Linked DNA regions of Hordeum vulgare: region 1 is linked to region 2. The links are chromatin contacts, called in public Hi-C maps. All regions are on one chromosome and are shown on one strand. Each heading gives the region's core, a stretch centred on a gene start, on an enhancer-like site or on the middle of the called end of the contact. The rest is flanking DNA. Distances are from core to core; before and after follow the strand shown.

Evidence for each region. Hi-C and Micro-C count contacts between places; a contact is called where the count stands out from the background.
Region 1: a contact with region 2 is called in a Hi-C map of seedling, with 2.7 times the contacts expected there. The contact joins the promoter of LOC123424277 here to the promoter of LOC123407064 in region 2. A contact is called at or near these places in 1 of 6 Hi-C or Micro-C datasets (seedling) and 1 of 1 datasets of contacts at active chromatin or transcription factors (embryo).

Annotation. Positions count from the first base shown.
Region 1 is chr1H:62,183,737-62,190,175 of MorexV3_pseudomolecules_assembly, forward strand. LOC123424277 (RNA-binding protein Y14A) reads left to right here and starts at 3,495. Exons shown (of 4, transcript XM_045107948.1): 1 at 3,495-3,901; 2 at 5,225-5,361; 3 at 5,624-5,769. The coding sequence starts at 3,607.
Region 2 is chr1H:61,750,031-61,756,404 of MorexV3_pseudomolecules_assembly, forward strand. LOC123407064 reads left to right here and starts at 3,001. Exons shown (of 2, transcript XM_045100110.1): 1 at 3,001-3,938; 2 at 4,743-5,080. The coding sequence starts at 3,104. The coding sequence ends at 4,828.

The DNA of each region.
Region 1 (6,439 bases), core at 2,245-4,744, 430 kb after region 2:
ATGATGGACGCCATCTTGAAGAAGCGACGGTGAGGCGATGCCGCCGCAGGTCGGAATTTGTGACACGGTCAATGCGGGCTTCGTAAAGTGACCGCGCAGTGATGTCGGTGCACCCATCCATGGGGTGACGATGTTGTCTTGACGATTAGTTGTCCTTCACGATGCCAAACACTTGGTCGGCTCGCCGAGGTGATGATTCGAGATGGTTATCGTCAGCTCGATGAAGCGACGACGCAGTCGATGTTGGAGTAGGTCGGTAGCCATGGAGCAATGTGGTCGGGTCGGTTTGACATCGGCGCGACGATGAAGACCGCCTCGGAAAAGACATAAATTTTTTGGACACGTGTTTGAAAATAACACACAATAACCTAGAAAAAAAAATCTCCAAAAAGGGTGTCCAATATCTCGTTCATGAAGAAAGATGAATTCGGGTCGGATTCGTTTTCACGCAGAAAACACATCCGACAATTAAAGTACTCGTTGGACGTTTCCCGGAGTTTCGACGGTCTCATCGAGCTGAAATTTTGAGGGATTGTCGGTACGAGAATTCCGCAGATGATGAATGGTGGGATTTTGCAAACGATCTCCGAGCTAGCCGCTAAACTCCTCTCCCTAAACTCGTCCAGATTCTCGTCTATATTCGAGAGGTTTGCGGTAGATCAGAGTTTGCCGAAGATTCCTCCATCAGAACATGATGAAATTTTACAGGGATATTCTAGGCCCGTTCTGCACAATTCCACCGAAGCAATCATCAAAGTGACGCTCGAGGAAACGGGGATGACGAACACGAGTCGTTGTCCATAAAAAATTGCACGGTTGCCCGAGGATGATGTTAACATCGAGCCCCCGAGCTCCATGGATGATTCTCCGTGATCTTGATAGAGATCGGAGATGATGACGATGGAAGTATCCGTCCGATCTTGATGATCCGACATGGAGCATAGTCCTCGGTCCAGCCAAAGTGACTAGTCGAGCCGGCGACGAAGATGCCGACATCGACAACAAAGCTCGGTTCAGGCGCATAGATCGTGCCGAAGACGATCTGAATTCCCATCGCACCGCGGTGACTGCCAGCAGTCTCTCAATAAAAGCACCGATGTCGGTATCAAATCTGACGTATCTCGTAGTAAGGGTCCTAAGCTAGTCGTTTTGGAGCGATGGTAACATGGACACATGATTTTACCCAGGTTTGGGCTCTCTCAAGGAGATAATACCCTACATCATGCTTTTGATTGTATTGATATGGGGATAGTACATAATACAGGTATCTACCACGAGATTGTTGTAATGAATATGAGATCGTCTATTGACTAGCCTGACCTCAGTTTATATAATGTACCGTAGGCCTAGGGTTTAGAGTAGTCATTATCTTGTGCGCCAAGTCTTGTGGTATCTCCCTTGTATGCATCATGGGCTGTACGAACCAGCCTATTATTGAACCACCATGGGGTCCTCGGCCCGCCCTACTGGTTGGGAGACGACATGGTGAGTACCCCCTAGTCTAGGACACCATCAGCTATTTCTAAGCACTTGAGCAACCAATTCATCATAATACATCACCCCCTTTTAATAGTATTGGCTTTCCTATGGACTCAAAGTGATTTCTCACAAATGTAAAATGTAGAGTCTTCTTGCTTGAAGCTTGAGCCAATCCTATTCCTTCCTTCATCAAAGGGTTTCTCCTCACAATCCTTTAGCCAAGGAATCTTTGAACTTTTCTGAAATATACTTGAATAAGATCATTAGTCCAATGATGCATATGTTGTGATCAATTATCAAAACCACCTTAGAGGGCAATTGTGCTTTCAACCACGACACCCATTGAGGACCAAATGCCTCCTGATTCAGATGTGTTCCAGGGTAAAAGCATGGGTCCTCCTTTTGTGCCTACAATTTTTGTGCTTGTTGTGCCCAATGTTATCATTGCGGCTGCACATACGACAAATGTAAAGGCAAAGAAGGATGGTAAGGGGAACATCATGAAGTGGCAACTATTCATGTCCATGTTAGTGCTTAACAACACGTGCGAGCTCATATCTAGTTGGTTTAGGACTGACAAGGGCTTCAATGAGGTGCATTTAAACACCGGCCCATGTATACAACCACCTCAAGGAGTGGAGAGCTAGATGGATTCAAGTCTCCAAGCTCAAAAACCTTAGTGGTACCTCATGGGATCACACCACTTGCTCGATCGTTCTCGAGGCAGAGCACTACCAAGGCCACACCGCGGTTAGCCCATGCCCCTTGTTTAAGCCTGTCAACCATTGTCTTCTCACAACTAACATCATTGTGTTTCTTTTTTAGGACCACCCCGAAGACGCGGAGTTCCTCAAAATACCCATCGAGAACTACAACGAGATGCATCACATCTTTTTCTTTGGGTTGGCAACCAACAAGCAAGTCATAGGCTCCAATGACCCGCTCAGTTTGCCCATGTTGAGTTTCCAGACACCCAGGAGTCAGCGACCATCGTCCTTGATGGTCCCTTTATAAGGGCTTTGAGCACGTCCCTGTGCTCGATGGAAAGAGGAAGAGGGGCAGCTTGATGGAGGGCGAATCGGTGTCTTCGCCAACATGACTAAGGCCGTCAAGGAGGTGGCAACCGCCATAAGGGAGAGCATGTCGGTCGACGTCCACCCTGACCTCTACACCACCGTCATGGACGAAGGTGGCTTCAGCCAAGAGGCTGTGATGGTTGTTTTGGGCCACTTGTTGGACAACAAGGCCCATGGTGTTGGGCCTGTTGCCATGACAAACGCTCACATGGTGCTTTGGCTCAAGAGTTGGTTGGGCAAGCACTACTACTAAAACCTTAAGGAGTTGCGTTCACTTCAAGGTGCCAACACGAGAGGTTTTGAGGGGTTTAGAGTTCATGAAAAGCATGCAATGAACAAGTGTCAAGTTAAAAGAACAACCGTCACATATGGGTTAAGAGTAGGCAAGCGACAAAGAATGCTATCCAAGTTTGTGCTTAAGCAGACATGCCGTTTTAAAGCTGTCAAGGTGGATTGATAGTTTGGGTTCAAGAACTTTATCATTATCGTCCTGTTCGTCGTGATTATAGTGATGTTTTGTTGCTCGTGTAAGCTCACCAAGTAGGATACAAGGTTATCACACCTTGTAGCATGTGTGCAACCAAATACCGTGTATTTGCATCTGCCCAGCCAATGTAGGACACCAAACAACGCGCCAAAATCGATCCCCTCATGAAGTCACCCTTAATGCGGGCAACCAAATGAGGTGTACTAGATGTTAATTTTTCATGTTATTTTGTTCTCAACCAGGTTCAAATGAACAACACATGTAGATAAATTAAAGAGGAGCAATCAAATGCGTCCTAAGTCTAAGTGTACATGCGTGTATGCAAGCATCTGGTATTGTACCGCGATATAGAAAACTTGGGAATATGTAAGTATTTTTGCTAGCAAATCCGTATTCTTGTAGGGTTAGCATGTTTCCGGTCTTATACATGTCAAGGGTGTTTCTGAGAAAAGAGAGAGAGGATAACCCGACGTGCAAATCCCGAAGGCCCAAACCCCAGTAGGTCTCCCCCTCCCGATCCGAGCCCAGACCAACTCGAACCTAACACCGGCGGCGGCTGCAGCGATGGCGGCGGCGGCGATGAACACGGACGTGGAGGCGGTCGACTTCGACTCCGACGACGACGATCTCATGGACGAGGAGGGCGCCATCGAACCCTCGCCGGCCCCCGCTCCCCGCCTCCGATCTACCATCGCAGGGGGCGGCGGCGGCGACGACGATGCCCCGCGTAAGACTAAGGGGCGCGGCTTCCGCGAGGATCCCAACTCCTCGTCCGCGCACCGCGACTCGCGGTTAGCTGGCGCAGGCCGCTCTGGCTTCGACGCCCTCGCCTCCGATGGCGGCCCTGGACCCGTGCGCTGTACGTCTCCATCCCTGTACCTCCCTCCTTGTGTTTCCCGATAAGAAGATTTCTAGTCAGGTAGGGTGGCGTGGTCTGACGTTCGCGGCGTAGGTCTGGTAACCTAGTATGTTCTCTTCTTCAACGTGTTAGTTTTGCTGTTTGACGAACGAGATCTGAATTTGAAGGCACTGCAAAGATGCCGTCTTGATAGGTTTCTTCCGATGCCCATGGGCTGCTGCGTACGGCAAGGAGATATTTGGGTTCCTTGCTGCTATAGATTGCCTTTTTCTTGAGCAATGTTGATGTGCAGATGGATGCTTTGGGCGACTTGGTCGGATGGTTTCCTTGGGTTTGGAAATCGCTGCTTGCTCATAGTTTACCAAGATAGTCTACCTATGATTTTAGTGTAGATCTCTGACCGTTTTTGCCTCAGGATTCGTTTTCTTTGTGTTACTTTTACTTGCAGCCCGTGAGTTAGTTTGTTGGGATGATTGATTTTCGTTTGCAAAAAAGGTTTTTTATGTGCTTGACTGCTGAGATTGTTCTTTGATTGAAGCTGTGGCTATCTTCTTGTGATGTGAACGGGCATGAATTAGGTTGTTCTGCTTTGTTTTTCATTACATAATTGAATTGATAGTCCCCTAAACCTTCAGTTCCTCCAATAAGCTGCTAGGGCCTTGATTGACATACATCTAGAAAACCTTTGAATATTTTTACTCTCAACTTCTGTTGAGTTCTATTAGCAAAATGTTGCATATGACATACGCCCATTGCTATTTTCTGCTCATACCAAAGCTTGCTTTGTGCAAAGCTTTGAATCAAATAATATAGTATTAGTAACTATAAGGCCCTGTTTGGAACCACAATAAATTATAATAATCTGGATTATGAAGATAGATTATATAATCTGGTTTATAAAAATAATCCAGGTGGACATGTTTGGAGGTCAGATTATATAAACTGTAATTCAGGTTTTACATTGTACAGTGACATGTCTGCCCTGTTTATAAAAATAAGACAGTGGCAGTGGCAGTAGGTAATTATCTCCAAGTTTAAAAGGGTAATAGGTCATTAGTAATCCATAATCTGATTTTAGCTGGGGTAGAGTAGATTATGAGTTTTTAATAATCTGGTCATCTAGTTTTTAAAATCTACAATATAAACTGTCCTGTTTGGAAACATAACAGATTATAAAAACCAGATTACATAATCTGGGTGGTTCCAAACAGGGCCTTAGTAAGTGCAAGTGCAGTTCTGGACACTGTCCTTTTCAATGTATATTTCCTTGCAGGAATTGTCACTAATGGAGTTGTTTTCTTGTATGTTTTGCCTTGTGTACAGCCATTGAAGGGTGGATTGTACTGGTTACTGGAGTTCATGAAGAAGCTCAGGAGGAGGACCTCCATAATATTTTCGGGGATTATGGGCAGGTCAAGAACTTGCATTTGAATTTGGATCGCAGGACTGGATTTGTGAAGGTATGCTTCCTACCACCTTTAGTCCTTTACATTTTGCAGAGATACCATTCAGTTTAGTTTTGTTTTCTAGTTTGCATTTGTGAAATCCTCAGTCAATTCCTTAATTATGAGTAAGACTGGCAGGATAAACAGGTTCATATGTGGAAAGGTTCATTTTGTTGGACTATACATAGTTTGTCATCCATAGAATAATAACAGGGTCTGCTTGCATCCTTTCTTATCCCCTCCTTAATATTTGTGTGGCTTCCCTTCTCCTATGCAGGGATATGCTCTAATTGAGTATGAGAACTTTGAGCAAGCCCAGCGTGCAATAAGAGAATCAGACGGAACTGAGCTTCTTTCGCAGATAATAAGTGTTGACTGGGCATTTAGTAATGGCCCTGTCAAACAGAGAAATACTCGGAAGAGGTATGCTTTATGTGCGCTTTCGTATTTAGTTCCTTTTTTTGGTTATGTTAGAAGGAAAAGCATGGCAGCAACCAACTGGCCATAATTATCATCCATATATGAGCTTTTAAGGCAAGCACTGAAGCAGGTGTCAGCTCTAGATTTTGGTGCAGACACTGCTCTGGTGAAATGGCAACTGATGCCTACCTGAGAGTTGAAAGTGGGAAGAGCAAATCATTCTAAATTATGATAAAACATTTAGACTAGGAATGAGGAACATAAATCTAAGTTAAGTTTGCTAAACCTAGTTTGATAAGTTAGTTTCGGTTTGGTTAAACATGTATTGGCCACCCAACTGAAAGCCACCAAATCATTCTTATAAAAAAACACATTAGGAATAAAAATTCTAAATGCAAATTAAGTTTGCTATGAACTTAGTTGGTAGTAATTGGATGAAGTTATGTACCTTCTGAACTCTTAAATGCTTAGTACAATCTCAAGGAGATTTTTCCTGGCTGGTTTTCTAATTCTTGAAATGCTTAGTACTCCCGTCCCAAAATTCTTGTCTTAGGTTTGTCTAGAAATAAATCTATTTAAATACTAAAATTTGACTAGATACATTTATATCTAGACAAATCTAAGACAAGAATTTTGGGACGGGGAGGGAGTACAATCTGAGGGTTTGGGGTTC
Region 2 (6,374 bases), core at 1,751-4,250:
CACGGGGGAGCAAAGGCATCGGAGCTCCGCTGTGTCGCCCGGTAGAGCTCCACGCTCTGACCTGAGCCACCGGTTCGCGCCATCACTGTCCGACCAGGAGGACCACGAGGCCCCGCCGCCGCCGGCGACAATTGGGCTTCGCCCGGCCGCGCCCTCGGGCGACGATGAGGGAGGAGGAGGAGGGGGAGGGAGACCGACGGGATTTAGGGTTGCCCCCCGGTTGCCTCGCGGGGGCGACATGGGAGGAGGGGGCGAGGAGTCCGTCAAACTTATTTACATACTTGGCGTGGTGTGCTTTGCCCCCTTCACAACACATAATTTTTTTTGCTTGAAGTAGCTAGAGCTCTGTATTAAACGAAGCACTAGCATTTCAAGAAACCCTTAAAAAGGGAATCCTCGGGGAGCTTCCGATCCTCTTCATTCCACATATGACGATGGTGTGACGATATTGTCACCGTTGGAGTTCAAAGCCGTCACTAAGGAGAATGTAGTATCAATACAGGTAGTCCGTAAGTCATTGATATCTACCGATTGGTAGGGCCGACCCAAAGGATGCATGCCCTAAAGAAGAAGGCATATCTTGGTTGATCCCATTGAGTCAAAATATTAACCGAATCAACATCACTACTGTCGAAGCACCACTAGCCCGACAAAAATACAGCCAACCCCCTACTTCTACAAAGGAAAGGCAAACTTGCCGACCAGATCTTGTCACTAAGTCTGACATCACACACCACCAAATCTGGAGGAGGCCTTATTGAGCACCGCCGTCCCCACCGCCACTAGTCCCACCACCACTGGAAGGGCCGAAACGACAAGCCACAACAAACTACATGCCCACCAGATCTCGTGTCGGATTCGACGACCAAAGGAAAAGTCGGAGAACCATCATTGAACACCAACGCCCCAATTAAGTGGGGTTAACTACATCTCCTAGCACTAAATCGAGATATGTTGCACGCCCTACACCAGCAGAGCCACATGGAACATGAGGATGTTAGTATTGTATCGATGGAGGAGGCGCGACGAAGTAGAATCTAAATCGTCTAGGAGTAGTGAGAGAAACAAGAAATTTCGTAGGGGCATGTACATGCGAGGCCCACCTCGACGGTTCGATTGTCCCGTGACACGAAATAGTTGGATCACACACGGGGGTATAATAAGTTTTATATTTTAGTCGTTGAAACATATAAGTTTTCATGTGAAACATGTGTTATTATCGCTCACTCTAACCAAGTTTCATAAAAAGAGATATTGTCGGTGTAGACACAAAAAAAAAACGAACTCATCGATCGCTCATACAAATTTCAAGAGTTGAAAGTTAACATTTATTTTCAAATTTCTTCAAAACGTATGCAAAATGGATTTATTTGAAAGCCCTTGTCACAACAAACACGAATAGAAAAATAAAATCTAATTTAGACTTTCCGTTCAAAAGATACAGAAAATAAAGAATCAGAAGTCAAAAATAAAAGTACGTGCAAGGGACTCGATGCCCTGAAACCTGGATGCCACAAATCCCCTTCCAAAGAGAAAAGTTGCTTGTCCCTGCCCATGCCACCTCACAGTGGGCTCGCATGTTTTTTTAGGGTACGCATTATACTTAATTAATCCTGGCTTACCCTCTAAGATAAAACTAATCACCTCCCTAAGAGCATGGTTAATAGTATAGCCAACTGCTGGCTATAAGCAGTCTTATAGCCCACCTTATAGTCAGCTTGTACAATAGTTAGCTATAAAAGAGTACTACTTTTATTATATATGGCCCACGTTTCATTCTCATAAAGCACCTAGGAGCACGTGCTAGAGCTGACTCTTCACGAAGAGTCCGCTTCCCTTCTCTCTCATCTTCTCTCTCATCCAACTCAACGAAAATATAGTATTTTAATCCTTACAGCCTGCTGACTGGACCTTACTGTATTTGCTCTAAGCCCACCCTTTCCTAACCAAAGTGATCCAATCGAAGCCGTGGCCGTCGCCGTCCATGGGTTGGGCTGATTAACCCATTAAATCCTCCCCTCTCGCCGCGGCAGCTTAACCGCGTGGACACCGACCTGTCGCCGGTCGTCTCCTCTATCCCCAGCCCACCTGGCGCCACTCCGGTGGCGCCACCAGTCATCCTCCGGGCCCCACTCCAGCCCTGGTCTCCCGGTCCTTTCCCTCCAGGCGCCACGTGCTCCCGCGGGGCCGACTCGGCGGCTCGATCGTCTCCTCCTTCCGGCGTGCACGCACGCGCACCGTTCGTTCGCTCGCTCGCCTCGAGCTCATCGTCCGCCTGACGCTTTTGCTTTTCATGACGTGGTGACTGGTGGGCTCGTCGGTTGAATTTGTGTTCCCTTTGATCTATCTTATCCAGATATGTGCCGGCATCTCTTTCAAACGTTATCCCTGATGTATCGATCCTGTGGAAATGCTTCTGGAGATCAGATGATTTCGTATGCGTTGATCACGTGATAAGCCTTGATTAATTCACTTGGAAATAGACTGCTCACTGGAAATCAACTGAATAGTCCGTGAATTTGACGAAATTGATGCAGTTTAGCACAAAAGCATTTCAAGATACGTTCAAGCGGATCCAAAATGTAACTTCAAGCTGCGAGGGGTCAAACGATTCAGGCAAGCACCTCTTTTGCGGGAGAGATGAAGAGTGGAACCTGAATTTCCACGTCAACCTAATTGTTAAAAATTCAGGTATATAGGCGATAATGAATCAAAGGTTATTAATATTCATATTCATTGGGTGGCAGTGGCTAGCAATCTCTCCTGACACTGCCTGATTGAACAGGTTACTGCTGATATATGCTTGCCATACATGCCCGGCAACCATGCCATGCCATGCCATGCCATGCCATGCCAATCAGCTAGACGGTGTCCGACGTCATACATGCATTCCCATGTCTTGTAAGTATATGTGTGCATGTGTCGCGCCACCTGTTCCCCCGCCACCCGTCGCCATTGCAGCATGCAGCATACAGCTCCCCCCGGTCTATATATACACCCGGCCGTCCAACAACTCATGCTTCCCACCCAACCACTGGCCTGCAGGCATTGGCACTCACCTGCTCTACTACTCTAGCGTATAGCCTAGAAGCTGTAGCTAGGCATGGCGTCCATGACCAGGGAGACACCTGTTGCCCGTTTCGTTGACGAGGAGGAGGATGACATTGTCGGCGATGGTAGCGGTGACGACTGTAACGAGGTGCTGGAGGTGAGGAGGCGGGTGTCCCGCTTCGCCGTCGGGGGAGACGACGGTGCTGGTGCGGTCGGAGAGTTGAGGAGGCGGGTGTCCCGCTTCGGCGTCGACGGGGGCAGTGGCTCGGGCGGCAGCCGCGGGGTCTTGTCAAGGAGACAGGAGGTCGTCGACGCGAGCGTCCAGGACCGACGTCGCCACGACGCCGGCTGCGAGGGGGGCCGGACTCTGCCGCCGCCGCACGCGTGGCTGGCGGTGGAGGAGACGAAGAAGAGCTTCGGGAGCGACAACGAGGACCAGTGGGCGCGGCTTCTGCAGCGCGGGTCGGTGCAGGCGGAGGCGGCGCAGCCGCGGCGGAGCAGCTTCAGCGTGGTCCGGCGGGAGCGGGCGGCGCGGGAGGCGTGGTTGGACCGCGCGTGGGAGATGAAGAAGAGCTGGCACGAGCGCAACGGCGGCGCCCCCGACGCCGACACCCCCGTGGTGGTCGTGGTGGGGAAGCAGGTTGTCGGGTCCTCGTCCCCTTGCGCTTCCTCCTCCCCGCAGCACCACTCGTCCGCCAGCGTCGCGATGGACATGGAGGAGGTGCGCGCGTGCAGGGACCTCGGCCTCGAGCTCCCCTCCGACGGCACCGTAGAGATTCAATGCTACGGCATATCCGCTAGCAGCAGCCCTACCCACAGCCACGCCAGCAGCGGCGCCGACTCGCCCTCCACCGCCGGCAGCTGCTCCATCTCCAGCCCCAGCGCCGGTACGTCACCATCACACACAGACACATACACACATCACCCAGTACCTGCATTAATTCCATGGGTCACTAGCTGCAGATATATCTCATGCATGCATGCACATCACCCTGCCTTGTCCGGCATGGCACACCGACGAGCCTCTCTGCTTGCCCGGCCTCATCTCCGATGGGTCAAAAGCAAGGCACCCTTGACTCCATCAATGAAAGTTTATTATTGTTACAAAAATGCACTCGTTAAGTGCTTTCTGAACGTACTCTAGGTGATTAATTAGGGGTAGCAATAACCAAGTCTGGCCAACCGTAGCTGGTGCCTTTCCAGGACAACTGGGCGGCGACGCTTTGCACGTCGACCTGGCTACTCACCCTTCGCCACGCTCCGGCCACCAGTCGCGATCAGTCCGTCTCCGTCCTGTACTCATCATCAGAATCGTTCCACACTCAGATTAGTTATAATTAATTAGTAGTGCTAGACTGCTACTAGTAAGTCTTTGCTTACTGTTTGATCATAATTAATTTGCATCGTGGCAACCATCCAGTGGTTTGCAGAGTGAAAGTTCAATTTTTCGAAAAACACCAAATACAACGTAGATTCACACTCATGTACACCACCAACCAGACGCACACACTCATACAATATCTAGTTATCTACTCCGAGCTATACAAGATTAACACGACTTATAAGATTAATACGACTTTCAAAGAGTTCATTATATTTATATTCACGGTTACTCTTAACCGAGCTTCGGTGCAAATGTGCATGCGCGATAGTACTCAAATTAACGTGTGTTGCGAACTTGTGATTGCCAGGGGAGGATCCGGTGGACGTGAAGGCGAGGCTCAAGGTGTGGGCGCAAGCGGTGGCGTTGGCATCCACCACCCGTCTCGGATCTTGAAGGCATGAGCAGGGCAGCAAGTGAATAAGCTAAGCTAAGCGAGCTGCATCTACCAGCATGAATACATGGGTCGTGTGATATAATAGTATCAAGCAATGCAACAAAACGGGAGTTTCACTTCATTTTTAGCCGTATAGTGTGTATGGATGCGACATATGTAACCACTTATTCTCCTAACGGGGTTTAGGGGAGTATTCAAGAGTATGTAACACGTATGTGTGTATCAATGTATGTGTGCATATATCAAGACGAGATCGATGGATCATGCGTTCAGCTTTTAGAATCCCCAAACCTTCTACTTCTCTCAAATGTAGGATTCTTGCACGGACAAGACGTAGTATGCAAACACTAATATGAATAGACCCAAGAACCATTGTAGTCATCGGTCCCGAGATTACCACTGGATATGCAAACACTTAAATAGGAAATTTTATGGTACATTGTAATACACGAGAACACGTGTGTTATATAAGGCCTATGCCAACATATCGTCCCTTATCACGTTATTATAGAAGCATTAATAATTTAAGATACAACCATGCCAATGCATTGTTTCTTATGAGTTGTATATGCATTTCATAATTTGAGGTAATGCATGCATATGATTGAGCTAGAATCATTTTTTGCCCATGGCCATATGCAAGTTGTATGTTAGCTAAGATACAACATCACTCTCTTTCTTCATTAACTAGTATGTCATGCCAGCAAAATGCCTATAAAACCGCGCTAAGAAACTAGCATTGACACAGGCCTAAGTGATCCAATGGGTGATATTAGTTGGGCCTTATTCACTACGGGAATTAGTTAGTTTGTCGCCAGGCCATAACACACGACAAAGGCCTGTATACAAACGGCAAAGATTTTGCCATCTACCAGCAGACGACAAAGGTTGACGACATCCTATGAATGGGGAAAGAGGTTCTTTGCCGTCAGCTTTTGGTCGGTAGACGACAAAGATTTTCCTGATAGTGTGAATTCTTTGCCGTCAGCTAGTCCCGAAAAGACGGCAAAAAAAGCAACTCACGGAACTGTCGTCAAACAGACGAAGTTAGTGTCTTTGCCGTCAGCCTTCATGCGCACCAAACGGCGAAGAATAAACCTTTACCGTTATGCACCAGACGACAAAGAAATTGTCGTCAACCCAGCGTCTACCATACGACAAAGAGTTATTCTTTGCCGTCAACCCCGCCTCTACCCTCTACCAGACGGCAAAGAGTAATTCTTTGCCGTCAAGTGTCCAGAACAGCAGACGACAAAGAATACATAATGAACAAAATACATAAATATCTCCAACAGTTTCATAACACAGCATATATATATTTATATCAACACTTCCATAACACGACATATATATATTTATATCAACACTTCCATAACACAACATATATATATGTATGTATATATATATATATAGGAAATATATATATATATATATATAGGATATATATATATATATATATATATATATATAGGAAATATATTTCCTATATATATATATAGAGAGAGAGGGGGGGGGGGAAGCAAAGATATAAAGTTTCGCTCGCGC